2 separate regions of the Arachis hypogaea genome follow, and region 1 is linked to region 2. A link is a contact called in public Hi-C data. All regions are on one chromosome and are shown on one strand. The core of a region is the stretch at or near the end of the contact, and the rest is flanking DNA. Distances in the headings are between cores, read along the strand shown. Region 1 holds the start of LOC112755423 (nuclear pore complex protein NUP85). Region 2 has its middle 4.2 kb from the start of LOC112755421.

Region 1 (3,819 bases), core at 692-3,191, 130 kb before region 2:
ATACAAACAAATTTGATATTTATACTTCTCCAGCCTGAGAGTAATTGGTTAAACACAAAACTATAAGATATATAGTATGAAGACAGCCTTTTGGTGTTCTGTGGTTTCTGCCTTTTTACAGATATATCTTTATGTTCAACTTTAGTACAATGAATTAATAAAACACATCCTGAAATCCATACATGTTAAATTTGAAGATTTAGGCTTAGGCCCATTCAAAATAAAAATTATAAAAGATAGGTGGGGTTTAGTGTGTTTTATCCATATCTATCTATTTCATGTTTGTGTTCTATAGCTTTGAAAACATGATGTTTATCCATGTCATGTTATGTTGCATGCCCATATCAACCGGATAGTTTTCAAATGTTATTTTCTCTTTTTTTTTTTAAGCATACTTCTGGCCACTGTCATAAGACAATACAAGCCAAAATAGTACTTTCCGTTCATTCAAAGAAGAGAATACAGGCAGAGGAATAGAAATTTAATCAGACCTGTATGTTGACAAGCTCCTTCTGAAACCGAGCAAGCTTGCCATAAACTGTTTCATGTGTGCTTGAAAAGAGGCTGTCATAATCCTGATATAAAATGCAACCATATAATAATCAGCATTAAGAAAAGATATGAGTTGGAAATTAGAAAACCAATTAAGAATATAATATAGATTATTACAGCTAACCAATCAACAAGCTTTTCAGGTAACCATGCTTGAGATTGCTTGTCTGCATAAAATATTTCCAACAACTCCCATGCTGCTTTCAAACATGTTGGCTCCTCACGTTTCTACAACAAGTAGTAAGAAATGTTTAGTTCCTGATTCAAAATTCCCACAAAATTTATCTCATCTCAACTCCATAGAGTTAGTGAAACAATTTAGAAACTAAAGAAAAAACTACTTTCCCACCTTAACGATATCAGTTCGTTCTTCAATTATTGGACCAGGTGGCAACTTTGGTCCACCGAGAAGTGAAGTTATGTCCTTGCTATACTCAAGCACATTCTCCCACCTAATTGTAAGAAAAAAAATGATCAAGCTATTGTCAACTAGTGACACTAACATTGACAAAAGTTCACAACCACATTGCGGTGAACCCGGACGAAAGTCCTCAAATAAAAAACTGATCAAATCAAGACAACAATTTTCCATGTCATCCAATTTGAAAGTGCAATAAACCAAATTAGATGAATAACACTAACATCCTCAATCTTAATAATCACCTAAACAAATAATCATCTGAATAGAATGAATCTAACAACACTACTACATAGGCAATTTTGCTTACTATACAAGAAACAAACGAACTCTCCAGCAAAATGTTCGAAAACCGAAATCTAAAATCTCATTATTATAACACATAACGGTTAATTACCAATCCATCTGATACGGCGAAGAAGACTTGATCATTTCCGAAAGTGCACTCCGGCGACTCTGGAGCAGGGCAAAGGGGGCAACGGAGCCGTACGCGATTTGGCGCCAACGGGAATCGGAAATCTCCGGGTCTCCGACGCCAAGCTTAACTTCGAGGACCTTACCTCCAGAATGATCCTGCGGGGTTCGAGAATGTTCTGAAGAGGGAGCGGCGAAGAGGGAGACGCGGAGGGAGTTGCCGCGGGCCCAGGAGATGGCAATGCGGGAAATTGGAGGGGCGAGGCCGTGGTGGAGAGGGTAGACCGCCAGTGAGTCTTTGGTGTCTTCGGAGAATGGGACCAGAGCGCCATTGCCGACGGTGTCGGAGGCGACGCGGGACATGATTTCAAAAAGGACTGTGATTTTTAGGGTTTTGGGTTTGTATGAAAAAAGAAACCAGTATTAGCCTTAGCTGAAAGCAACCCCATTGACTAAAGGACAAAAAGGGTAGTGCTGAGTGGCAGCAAATTTCTTAGGTGCTAAAAGATTAAATGAAATTAATAAGCAAAAGAAATTTGTAGGCTAATATTTTTTTCAAAATTATTGATGTGTCACAAATAGTATACACGGAAACAGAATACATGATTTTTTTATGAGAAAAAATAAGTTCATAACCTTTTGTCATGTGGATATTTTTGTCTTTAATTATTGAAAAATATTTTTAAGTTTCTAACTTTTACAAAATTTAGACAGATCAGTACCTGACAAAAGCATTTGGACGGAGGGACTGATTCGTTCAAATTTTGTGAAGGTCAGAGACTTAAAAGTATTTTTAATGGTCAGAAACGAAAATGTCTGCGGGGCAAAAAATCAACGACTTATTTATCATTTTTTCTTTTTTTATTAAGTTTAGTAATAATGCCCAAATATAATGATTTAAATAAAGAGAATGTTATAACCAACCAATTATAATTCAAATGCTATAATCTTTTATATTTATTTAAAGATTATTTAAGCCTCATTTTTAATTTTAAAAAATAATCAATTTTATTTGACATGTCTATCACTTGATAGACATGGTAGTACATGTCTCTCAATTAATTTATTAAACACAAATTTTTAATAAAAAAAGTAGTACACAAAAATACATAAAATACATATATTTTATGTCTTTTTTTTAGGATGAGACACTAAAACACAATTTATAATATACAAATTTTAATTTTGTTCTTTTTTTTTTTGACTTTGTTCATTATCTCTTATTTTTCAGTGATGCTTTTTTTTTTTGACAAAAATAATATTAATATTTGTAATTTATTGTTTTTTTTTTTGTGTATAATTACCAAATAAAATAAAAATTTTGTATTTTATTATATCTATATTTTTAATATTTATGTTCTTGTCTCAACTCATACATAAACCAAACTAACCTAATTGATGGTGGTCATTTGTTAAGGAGACGATGATGTAACATTTTTAAATTTAGTACTTATTACTTTATTAGTAAAGATTGTTGTTATTGTTTAATTAAATAATTAATATAATAAAATTATTAATTAAATTTAAAAATTTATTATTATAATAAAAATTATAATATTAAGAGATAAATTTTGCATAAGTTAATCTAAATTATTTTTTATAATAGCATTATTAAAAAGGTATTATAATCCGAATAAAGCAATAGTCTTAATTAGATCAAATTAATAAACCATGTTTATTAAATTATATATAATAGTGCATATTTTGAACATAATATTTTAAAATTATGTTTTATCTAATAACACTACTATATTCTTCCAAATAGCATGCTAAACAAAAATTTCGAGTCAATGATGAAGCAACATTTCTTCATTACTGTCTTAGATAACAACTTGATTGATTCCAAATCAACTTTCAAAAAAAAAAAAGGAAAAACAAGAAATAATTAAGTTTTAAACATAATAAGGACTATACTGCATGTTGAGTCCAAACGACAAGAATTTAAAAATATCGCAATAAACTTTACCAAACCCTAAACTTTATTACCACAAACAAAATGTCACAACTTCTTGCTATCCTTATTCAAAATAGAATTACTCGATCTTTAACTCAAATTTTTCTGAAATGCTTGAAGGAGGTTCGCTAGAGTCTGCATCAAACTTTCTAGAGGAGGATCCAACTAAGATTCTCTCTTCTTCTTTCTCTCCTTTGAGTATTCTTCATCAAAGGCCAAAGCTTCTAGCAATTTTATTGTTGGTAGCCTTGTTCTTGAAAATTTTCCCTCCTTGTTCAAATCAATCTCATTACCAGATTCCTTTTTCAATCAGATCATCATTTGTTGCTCCATCTGCAATATCATGTCCCATTGTATTCAAATTCACGAGCTCAAGCAACTCAGGATGAGACACAACATTTCTCAACACCTCACTAACGGAATCAAAATAGTCCTTCCCTCTTTCTAGCTTCATAGAAAACTTTTCGATTCCGGGGACTAA
Region 2 (3,834 bases), core at 205-2,704:
TAAAAATGTAGACTTTGTGAAGAAGTCTTCACTTTCAGAGATCTTTACAAACTGAGGTAATTGGATTCTCTCCAAGTTCTATTTCTGGCTTTGCATAAAAAAATTAGTATGCTATCTGATAGCCCGAAGCCACATCATACGATTTGAATTTGTTGAGGGACCATTGCAGAACATCTTCCCCTTCTACTGGCTTAATTGATTGGATTCTGCTTCTAACTTCAGATGGAAAGATTTTATTTAATATGTCCTATTTCCATTTTCTGTTTTATGTCAATAAGTCCCTAGTCCATATATGTTGACCAGGATTAGAATGTGAGATCATTTCAAGAGCAATGCTCATTAGATATGGAGGAGGTAGCCAAGGGTCAGCAATTATTTGGATTGTAGAGCTGGAACCTACTTTTCAATTGAGGCCTTTCTCAACAACTTTTTTGTCCTCCAACATATTCCGACATCCCCACGAAGGTGAGTTTTTTGATTCAGCATTCATTGAGTTATCATATCTATAGTACTTCTCCCTATATATCTGAGCTAGAATAGATTGAAATTTTGTTGTGATTTGCCAAAATTGCTTGTCTAGTAAAGTTAGATTTTGAGCTCTAAGATCTTTAAAATCAAGACCTCCTTCCCTTTTTGGCCATGTCATTTGGTTCCAGCTAATCCAGGCCATATGCCTTTCATTACCTCTCTGACCCCACCAGAAATTTGTCAAAATAATGTGAATTTCAGACAGTAAAGTGTCCGATAATTTAAAGAAAGAGAGTGTGTAAACTAGCACTGTCTTACCAACTGCTCTTAATAAAATCTGCTTGCCTTCTGTTGATAATAAATTTTGCTGCCATCCGTTAACCTTCTTCCTTAACTTCTTCTTAATTTCATTAAAGGTTTCTCTTTTAAACTTGTGAATAAAAGAAAGAAGTTCCAAATATTTGTCCTGAGCTCCAATATGGTGGATATTTAGTTTGCCTGCCACAAGAATTCGAATGGAGGAAGGAGTGTTATTACTAAAAAAATACTGTTGATTTATCCAAATTGATCTATTGACCACTAAATCTTTTATATGAGTTCAGCAAAGCTAAGAATGTTGTCATAATTATCCTCTGAAATTTTACAAAAAAGAATGGAATAACAAATTAGTGATTAATTTATCGAAGATCTAAATTTTAATTATGTATTTATTGTTGGCCAATAAATTTAACTTAATATATAGATAAAATATTATTCAAACTTCCAACTATTATTTAAACGAATAAATAAGCTGACTATTCGATCGAGCTAAGTTAGTTTTTAATTTCCTTTTTTTTTGTCATACAACACACACATATTTCTCACACACACTAACCTAGCACCTTCACTAGGATTGGATCCTGGTGTGGCTTCATTTGAGGCAAACATCTTTGCCATTACATCACATGTCTTAACCACATTTTTCGATTTCCTTATCTATTGCAATCATGGTCACTTTTTTTTTTTTTTTGGGTATTTTGCAATCATGGTCCCTTGATAAACCGTTCTGAGGCTGCGCCCATAGGAGGCCCATGAGAGCCTTTCGGGCTTGCACGAAACAAATTCTTATCAGGGGCCCCAAATTTCCTTGTATCTCAAAAGAAACAAATAAATGATGACGAGAAAACTACCGTCAATTAAACCAAAATTACTCTCAAGGTTGCAAAAGAATAATGAAGCGGAGTCCAAAAAAATGTTATCTACTTGTTTGAATTGTTAAAATTCGAAAGAGTTTTGTTAGTAACTATTTTAACAACATTTTATAAGAGTTTAAAAGTAAATAGCTTTTATTAAAAATATAAATTTTTAGAAGCAAAATGAACAAAATTCTTAAGGACCTATTTGTTCTTCGAACTTTATTTGCAAAATGACGTCAAGGACTTATATGTCCTTCGAACTTTATTCTCCTTCCAGCGTGGCACCGTAACGGACACCTGGACACTGTTTCAGCCACGTCAGTCAGTTCCGTTTGGTGTATGAGAGACAAATAGATGGAAGGACTAAATTGTCCTCCGTTTGTTAAAGTCAGGGACTTTTTTGTATTTAAATTTTGTCAGGGATGTATTTGTCAAAAATTTAAAAAGTCAGGGACCTATCTATCTTTTTTCCCAAAAAAAAATAGATTATGCTAGATGAACAATAGAGAAGCAAATAACATGAACAACGATATGCATTTTAGGCCTAATAACCATAAAAAAAAAAACTTAACCCACATAAAATCTTAGCCCCTTTTTTTACAGCAGCCTCCCAAATGCATACTCATCTTCTCCGTCGTGCCGTCGCATCTCCACTGTATCGTTGACTCTTTTTCTCCGTTGTGCCATCGCCATCTCATTTCCACCTCAGCGCTGCCTTCACTGTGACGCCGCTCACTATTGCCGGCACGAAGCTTTTCAGTACTACATTCATCCACCGTCACCGCAACAAAGCCACCTTCTCGTCGCGTCTTCTCCTCTTCCAACAAGACGCAAGTACCCACGCCGTCGCTGCCCCTCAAGAGCTCCGTTCTATGCATCCTCCCCAACGCCGCGTTTCTATCTAGCATGGTCGCTGTCACAACCTTGAACTAGCGCCGATCGTCCTCCTTGCTGCTGCAAAAGAAGAAATTGGGGGTAGCAGTGAAAGACAAGAGCAAGAAGGGTGCATGGGTGTTCTTGAAGCCTCTCACCTAGGATCTATGGATGACCACTGGTTATTCGTTCGTGTTCTCTGGATTCGTGGTGTGGGTTCTTGAGTACCGCTTCAACAAAGATTTTCGTGGCCTTCCTTCTCACCAGGTCAGCACCAGTTTGTGGTTTTCCTTCTCCACCATGGTCTTTGCTCATCGTATGCATGCATCCTCCACTACTCTTCATTATCCACTTCTTATTACATATTAAATATTAAACATGCTAATCAAATGGTTTTTTTATTTAAATAAGTATAAGAAAATGATTAATTTTCAGAATATAAATGGATAGAAATTTGTAATAAAATCTGCATGGCCATCTCACGGACAGCATAAATAAAATAGAATTACACTCCATTTTAAGAAAGACGTCAACGAAATGGAGCCTTTAATTCACATGCATCAACCCTGTCAACTTCATTTCGTTGGCGCCTGTCCTGGTGTAATTCCATTTCGTGTATGCTGTCCTTGAATTAGTCACGCACATTTTGTTCCAACTTTCGATCTATGCGTATTCTAGGAATTAATAATTTTTTAAAACTTATTTAAATAAAAATGCCCTAATTAAATGAGGTTATAGATAGACTAATTTGAGTCAATTGGAGGGAGAAGAAATTGGAGATTTTTTTTTAGTGGTGTTTAATAGTGAACATCCACATCTTAAAAAAACAATCATCTTTGTATATAGTAAAATAAAGGGATAAGTATTGTTTTAGTTCCTAATGTTGAGGGTCAGAATCGAAACCGTCCCCGACGTAATTTTTTATTTAGAATCATCCTTAAAATTTTTTTCGTATTAAAATCGTTCTTTTTAATAAATTTTTTATTTAATTACTAAATTATCCCTATTAATAAAAAAATTATAAAATTAAAAAAAAAAAAGAAAACACACGAGGGGTGAGGGGAGAAGGAAAAAGGGGAAGGGCGCAAAGGAGTGGGGGAAGGAACATGGGAAAGGGAGAGGGAGAGGGAGAGGGGGAGGGAGAGGGTGAAAGGGGAGGGGGGACGGCGCCGGCGAAGGGGGAGCTTTCTGCTTCTGCTTGAGCTTTTGCTTCTGCTTCTGTGACTGCTGCGTCGCCGGGAAGGGGAGCCCGACGTGAGGAGGGCAGCGCGCCAAGGAGAGAGACGGATTTGAGGCTGAGCTGGGTTCCTACCACTGC

The links. Hi-C and Micro-C count contacts between places; a contact is called where the count stands out from the background.
Region 1: a contact with region 2 is called in a Hi-C map of an unstated tissue, with 2.4 times the contacts expected there. The contact joins the promoter of LOC112755423 here to the enhancer-like site in region 2.

Annotation. Positions count from the first base shown.
Region 1 is chr16:142,117,621-142,121,439 of arahy.Tifrunner.gnm2.J5K5, reverse strand. LOC112755423 (nuclear pore complex protein NUP85) reads right to left here and starts at 1,941. Exons shown (of 18, transcript XM_025803504.3): 1 at 1,368-1,941; 2 at 902-1,004; 3 at 670-780; 4 at 492-575. The coding sequence starts at 1,747.
Region 2 is chr16:141,989,346-141,993,179 of arahy.Tifrunner.gnm2.J5K5, reverse strand. No RefSeq gene overlaps it. Among protein-coding and RNA genes, the nearest start is that of LOC112755421, 4.2 kb to the right of the region's middle. Within about 2 kb of position 1,454, at least 2 of the 3 cell types and tissues checked have open chromatin away from gene starts, as enhancers often do.